2 separate regions of the Pan troglodytes genome follow, and region 1 is linked to region 2. A link is a contact called in public Hi-C data. All regions are on one chromosome and are shown on one strand. Each heading gives the region's core, a stretch centred on a gene start, on an enhancer-like site or on the middle of the called end of the contact. The rest is flanking DNA. Distances are from core to core; before and after follow the strand shown.

The links. A called contact is a pair of places that touch in the nucleus more often than the background predicts.
Region 1: a contact with region 2 is called in a Hi-C map of a lymphoblastoid cell line, with 4 times the contacts expected there. The contact joins the promoter of C11H11orf97 here to the enhancer-like site in region 2. A contact is called at or near these places in 5 of 7 Hi-C or Micro-C datasets (blood, induced pluripotent stem cells, a lymphoblastoid cell line and 1 more), 1 of 1 datasets of contacts at active chromatin or transcription factors (stem cell-derived excitatory neurons) and 1 of 1 other capture datasets (stem cell-derived neural stem cells).

The regions. Positions count from the first base shown.
Region 1 is chr9:96,610,664-96,614,192 of NHGRI_mPanTro3-v2.0_pri, reverse strand. It overlaps C11H11orf97 (chromosome 11 C11orf97 homolog), which reads right to left and starts at 1,882. Exons shown (of 4, transcript XM_001138466.6): 1 at 1,648-1,882. The coding sequence starts at 1,882.
Region 2 is chr9:96,289,038-96,292,702 of NHGRI_mPanTro3-v2.0_pri, reverse strand. It overlaps PANX1 (pannexin 1), which reads right to left. Exons shown (of 5, transcript XM_522150.8): 5 at 1,080-3,665. Among named protein-coding and RNA genes, the nearest start is that of PANX1, 57 kb to the right of the region's middle. Within about 2 kb of position 2,147, at least 6 of the 24 cell types and tissues checked have an H3K27ac peak or open chromatin away from gene starts, as enhancers often do. A contact at or near this core is called in a lymphoblastoid cell line, where this site is marked.

The sequences.
Region 1 (3,529 bases), core at 633-3,132, 320 kb before region 2:
CCAACTTTGTGAGCTTGTGAAAGTTTGGACACCTGCCTTACGTCATTAGTTCTTTCCCTGAAACTTGTGGAATGCCTGGCATGTAATAAAGACTCAATATGTTAAACTGATGAGTGAATGTTAATCCCACCTTTTACTCCTAGAGCCACAGGACTAAAGAAACTTAGATACTAGCATCTTTAATGGGGAAGTTTCCTGATAGAATTTGAAGTAGGAGGCTGGGCGCGGTGGCTCATGCCTGTAATCCCAGCACTTTGGGAGGCTGAGGCGAGCGGATCACTCGAGGCCAGGAGTTGAAGACCAGCCTGACCAACATGGCGATACCCTGTCTCTACTAAAAATGCGAAAACATTAGCCGGGCATGGTGGTGTGTGCCTGTAATCTCAGCTACTCAGGAGGCTGATGCATGAGAACTGCTTGAACCCAGGAGGCTGAGTTGCAGTGAGCCCAGATCATGCCACTGCACTCCAGCCTGGCAACAGAGCTATCTAAAAAAAATAATAATCATGATAATTTTAAGTAGGAGTAAAGAATCTCCATTACCCAAGTATACTGAATTTATGTGCTCTAAGCAAGGCCTCTGCATGCTGCTGATAATAGTAACAAAAGGAATGACATTTCATAGTCATACTGGAGCTGATGCCCGGGGAAGAGGCCTCTTTCACCAGGAGGGAGTAGTTCTGTAACTTCTTGATGAGGTCCCTGGGGAGGAGAGTGTGTGGTCCACCAAGCACAAGTACGGAGGTGCTTCAGCCCAACCCTCCCTCCTGGGGCCTCCCAGTGCAGAGGAACCTTGGAGAAACCCAGTCTGCTCTCCAGAGATGCAATCAAGAAGGTGCTGCAGGAAGGCTGGAAACTACTCTGTTCCTCTGACTTATTATTCTCACCATCATTCCTTAGCACCTACTGAAGACCTGGGGGTGCAAGAGGCTATGAAATATCTGTTAATTCATGAAACAGTATGGGTGAATAACAGCCTGGCTAGGACTCAAATTACAACCACTTCCATTATGGCTGTGGGCCAGAACTGTCCTTACCTATTTGAATATTGTGTGTTTGGCAGGGCAGAGAGCAAAGAACAGTGCGTTAAAATGTGGCCCATAATTATGAGATTCTAAAAGGATTGGGTAATTGTAGACTGAGAGTCCAAGAGATGGAAGTTAAAAGTGATTTTAGTATTTCGCCTGCACTGACTGGCTGTGGCAAGTCTCTTTCCTCTGGTCTAGATCTCAATTTCCTCATCTGTAAAATGAAATAACTGGCAAAATGAGCTGCGTGTTTCTAAGGGTGTCTACGCATACATACATACACACACATATACATATACAAATGTGTATATAAAATGGTATACATATAAATGTGTGTGTGTGTGTGTTAATTCCTTTCAGAATAACGCCACTACCGATTAAATTGGAGCTGATGCCCAGACCCTGAATTCAGGCAGGCTATCGGGAAGGAGGGCTTGGAAAGATGGACCTATGCTTTCTGCCACAGTGCCATCATCACTGGTTCTGCCAAAAGCAGCAGCTCCACCTCCCCTGCCCCAAACCTTCTCAGCCAGTCCCACTGCGGTTTCCCCCAATTGCCCTGTCACTCGTTCTCCACGCCCCTCCTCCCAGTAGCGTCCGCGGCTGGAGCTGAACTCACACTGCTGGCCGTGCTCTAGGAGGCCGCGGCCGGGGTCCCCGCGCGCCCCGCACCCCAGCCCTGCTGGCGGAGGAGGCTGCTTCTCTTCGCGACCCGCCTCGGGCGCCACCACTGCGGTCACCACCACCGCCTCCTCGCCTGTCATGCCGCAGCGGTCTTCCGAGAGCCCTGGGCACGGTTTCCTTCTCAGCTCAGTCGCAGGCAGCACAGCATGCGAGGCGTCTCGGGTTGCCATAGTGACTGCCGATTCTCCCCGCCCCCAGCCGGCCTTCCGAGGCCCTAGGTATCCCGCGCGCCAAAGAAGGTGCTGAAGTTATGGGGCTGGGGTTATTATTATCATTGACCAAAGCAAAGGACTTTCCATTAATTTCTCGTTAATTTCTTGTTAATTTCTCACAAGAGCTCGGCAAGAGAGGCTTTACTCTTCCCAGAGAATCCGAGATTCAGAAAAAGCGAAGGAAACTGCATGAGGCCTCATAGCTAGGAAGCGGCACCGCTGGAATGTGGACTCAGAAGTCTGGTCCCAAGCCGACAGAATAGACCACTGCCCAGAACAGAAAAGTTAGAAGTGGAACCGGTGTGCAGGTGAGTGCAAGGCACCGTCGCTGGTTTCACGCAGCCTTGTGCCTGTCGCGTCCTGCTCCCTGCTACGCACACGCAACGTGATTGAATAAGTAAATATTGAGGATTCCCAACTTTCACGTTGTGAATTATTATATTAAGCACATTGTAGTTTCCAAGCTCTTTTGTATTCACAAAATAACAAACTAATAACTAACTTTACAGATGAAATTAAATTCAGCAAATTTTAATTTGAAGAGCAAGTAGAAAAATTCAGGGTTTTATTTGGAGCATAAGGTTGCTTTTGTCTTGGTTTGGTTTTGCAGGCCTTAAAAATGGATTACGTTGTGGTGTTAATTTTATGGAAGTTGAATGTGCATTGTTTTATAGTATTAAATCGTTTTACAAGGCTTGCAACCAAATATAGGAGACCTCTTCTGTCCCCACTGTACCCCAGAGCCAAACACTTTTAATACCAAATCCTTATATTGCTGCTTTTTATGTTTTTCAATTTTAGATATCATGTTGATTTCCTACGATGAAAGACGAGATTTCTCTCTCTTTCATACCCCCTGTGTCACATATACTTATTGCTCCTTTATACTCCCATTATAGATAAATTGAAATTTTGGCTAGAGTAATATTTGTTTACATTACTATGACAATTGTATTAGGCTAGTCTTGCATTGCTATATACCTGAAACTGGGTAATTTATAAAGAAAAAAGGTTTAGTTGGCTCACAGTTCTTCAGGCTTTACAGGAAGCATGATGCTGGCATCTGCTTGGCTTCTGGTGAAGCCTCTGGAAACTTACAATCATGGTGGAAGGCAAAGGAGGAACAGGCAGCTCACATAGCAAAAGCAGGAGATCGCTCTCTCTTTCTTTCTCTCTGTAGAGAGATATCTATCTATATCTATCTATAGAGAGAGAGAGAGACAGAGCGAGAGGCAATTAAAAGGTTGTGTGGAAAGGTTGCGTTCCTTTTTTATATCTCTGTATTTTTGCACTATTTTCTGAGAGATCTTTCTTAACATGAGTTTGAATTTCAAACTGCTCCCCAGTACCCACAGTGTTTCTCCAGGCAGTTCAGGCACTCCTCATTCACTTAATACATATTCATTGAATGATGGCTTTGTGTCAGGAGCTATTACATGTGCTAAGGATGCAGCCATGAACAAAACATACAAAAATCCCTGCCCTTATGTAGTTGAGTTCACATTCTGCCCAAGATTTGATTTGAACAGAGTTGTTGACATGTTTGTACGTGTGTGTATAACTTTTACCTAACATGTTTGGAGTGAATTCATCGCCATTCTCACT
Region 2 (3,665 bases), core at 898-3,397:
AGGTGAGCAGGAGAATCCATGTTTAGTAGCACATGGTTGCTGATCTTTTTTTTCCCAAGCCCAGGCAAACAATCCTCAATCAGAAAGCAAGTGATTTGTGCTTTAGAAATTCCAGAATCTGTGGGCCCTTAATCAAGGACTCTCTTTCTTTAGTCACTGCCAGCTGGATTTTAGCAAGCAGCATGAAGCCTATGGAATTTTATGTTTCCAGCAGACAGCAATGAGCCTCAAGACATTTTGGAATGCATCTCCCATTACATCTTCCACGAAATGACTCTCCCTAAAGGGAAGGCAAGAAATATTAAGACATTTTTCATTACTTACTCAGTTTTATTTAGGTGGACACAACAGTGAGGAACTCAAACATGGTTTGACCTTTATCTACAGACACAGCAGCCTGGATTTTCAGCCTTTCATTCCTTTTAAATGAAAGTCAGCAGGCTCAAAATGCAGAGCTTGGCTAAGTGACTTCTGGGGAAATATGAAATATAGTAGTGATAACCACCAAGGGCTTTCAAATTCTTGTGTTCTTCTAAGGATCCTTTCCTAACACCATGATTTGTTCTCATCTTTGTGGAAATGAAACCAAGATGGTCTTAATTTGTAAAGTCCTTTTTCATCTGTTGGCAGTCTTCTTACAAAGGATGCAGCAAAAAGAACACATTTTTCTTTCAAAGTTTTGAAGAAATATAGTCATTAAAAAGAATTTAAATTATGCCTAGAGCACCACTTTACAGAATACCATTAAATTGTAATTACATGCTTTTAAAAAGCCAACTTGTTAAAGAGGAGCTGATGGTTTCAGTTTTTGTAGGGAACACTTGTAACACTGCAGAATTCTACAAGGGCTTTCTCCTCTGGTGGGCAGGGAAAAAACCACTCAAGTCATGAGAAACTTTTATAGCTTTCAGGAACTTGAAGAACAATTGCTGATTACATTTCATGCTTTAGTGACGAAGTATTTTTACAGCTAAAAGAGGAACCCAGAAACATAATACATTTCATTTAAAGCAGGCAGAAAAACCAACCACAAATTAATATCTATTGTATTCCACATGGCACTATATAATCATTGTCAATCGTTTTAAATGGTTTCACTTTATTTGTGAAAAATAAAGCCAAAATGCCAACAACTTCCAAGAAGGAACCATTTCATCATCTCCATCCCCTCAGATAAAACCTCAATTACTGGTAATTGTACATTTCCATCAATATCCCTTTTAAAGAGGTTTATTCTGAGGAATTACAGAGACCAGGAGCTTTAAAAGCTTCAATTTCCCTAATCACTGAGAGGCAATCTTGAACTTGTATTGAACTTGGAAAGCGGTCAAGACTCACTCCATAATAAGAAGTTAAGGACTGTCACTACTTAAAGTGGAAACCTATTCATTTGCAGAAATAGTCCTCTTTCTACCAAGAGGCTAACGAGCCTCCCCTCCCCTTCTCCTTTCTAAAATAAAATCAGTTTGCCTTCTAAAATCAAATAACAGTTGCCAACAAATTAGGATTTATCCTAAGAGTTTGTCCATTCATTTCAACAAACATTTGAAGAATGCCTCATCTGGGCCAGTCTCTGTTTTAAGCACTTGCGATATAGCAGTGCATAAAAATTCTCACCCTTACAAACCTTTGATTGACCCAGGACTGACAGTAAGCAAAACAAACCAAACACGAGCACATTTTAAAAAGGTGTCTAAAAACCTGCCTGATAGCTGAGCTAATTCTCATAGGCACAAACTGCCCTGACCTGAGCTCACTCTTGGACAAGCAGTTCCCACAAATGAAACTAAACATGCAAACCAGACCCACTGTACAGGTGGAAGTTTCCAGCTTTCTCACAGTACAAGTGTAAGGTAGGACGCAGCATTTTATAGCGTTACGTCCTTCCTCCCCACATTCCTGTGAGGCGGAACAAGAACAATTACTTGACCCTGGAGGAAGATGACGCCTTGTGGTTAGGGAGAGAACAGCAGTTCATGCTGGCTGCCTGGTCTTTCCAGGGCCGCTGCTGCCCAGGCTTCTACTGACCTTGTTAGGTCTGATTCTAGAAAATGAAGGCAGGTACTCAAAAGGTACAGTTCACCCAGAAGAATGTAAATGTGACTGAGCTAAGCAAACGTACAGCTGAGTCTTAGTGTTGGGGGAAGTAGCTTTCATGAAGGCAAAGGGAGCCCCATTCTCTGCCGTGTGGCTTGCTCTTCAGCCGTTGGAGTGCAGCTTTTTCAGAGGCGTGGACTAAAATGACCTCCTAAGGTGCACTGAAAATGCTGGCTGTAGATCTGAGGAGAGGGTCCATAGCTATAAAAATATTTGCAAGGGGGTTGTAACCCCTCGAAGTTTAAGAACCTCTATGTTGGAAGTCTCTGCCTATCCCTTTGTAAAAGTGAAGATGTGTTGGAACGCTGCTTTCACAGTACTCTATGTCCCTCCCAGTTGCAACAATGTTGTTTCCAGCCTGGTTGAGCAGCTTGCTGGTGGTTTACTAGGCAGACATGAGCCAGAAACAAAATCAGCAACCCTGGAGTGGTCATTTAGGATCTGTTTGTCTCCTTTTACAAAGCAATGAGTGTTTTATAAAAGCATTTCTCCTCAGGAAACTGGCTCCTCAAAAGTCATTCTCCAAGCCAGCAGCTCACAGTAGATGGATGAGTTTACCTGTCCTAATAATACTTTTTATTATAATACTTTTATTACTGATACTTTATTATAATACTTTTATTACTGATACTGATACCTAATAATACTTTTATTAGATGAAATGTATCCCCAGGCCTCCACATCAGCCTTCTGGGGCCCTGACAGTTGTTTACCAGTAGCTCCACAACCTCCACAGGCTTGTTCTCTCATCCCTGTGAGGGAAGGTTCAAAAGGCAACTGGATCCCTTACTATTCAAAATCACTGTGACTATTTCACGCAAACTTCAACCTAGAGGATTTGCAGCTAAAGAACCTTAAGGTGGTCATCTGCCTCTGGGAAAAATGATTACTATATTCTCAAAACCAGCAGTTACAGGAACTATAGGAGAGAAAACAAAAACAATGTGCCCTCTCCCAAGAACATAGAGCATTTGCTAGGAGTTTTCTGGCATAGCCTTTACTGTGGCTACGCTTTCTCCTCTTAGGCAACAGCCCATGTTTCTGCTGCCTTTTACTGGACTCTGAAGTCCTCAAGGATGGGACCTGCCTATGCGTATCTGCACATCCAACTTGCTACTGGTGCCTGGGACATCACAGACCCTACTGGAGTTCAGAGAGTGGGAAGGGCTTGGAGACTTCCTGGTCTCCTAAAATATCAATTTTTACCATTTCAAAATACAAATTAAGGATAGTCTACAGAAGATGAAGCTTTTCGTAAAAAAAAAAAAAAATCATATCCTAGAAAATGTATCTCGTAAATCTTTTTAAATTTTCAAAAGAAACCAGTGTAGAAACTTGTGATGGAACATCTCAGATACGGCAATATAATAATTTTGCAAATTCCATTATTTAGGTTACTGCCATTTCTAAGTCACAGAATAATTCAACAGTAATAAATATCATGTAACAGAATAATTTAACGCACTGATTGCTACTTTGATATTTATCATCAGCTTTCCATTTCAGAAAACATCACAGAAGTACAAATAAAATCTGCTTTTCTGAATATTCCGAAAGGCAGACAGCAG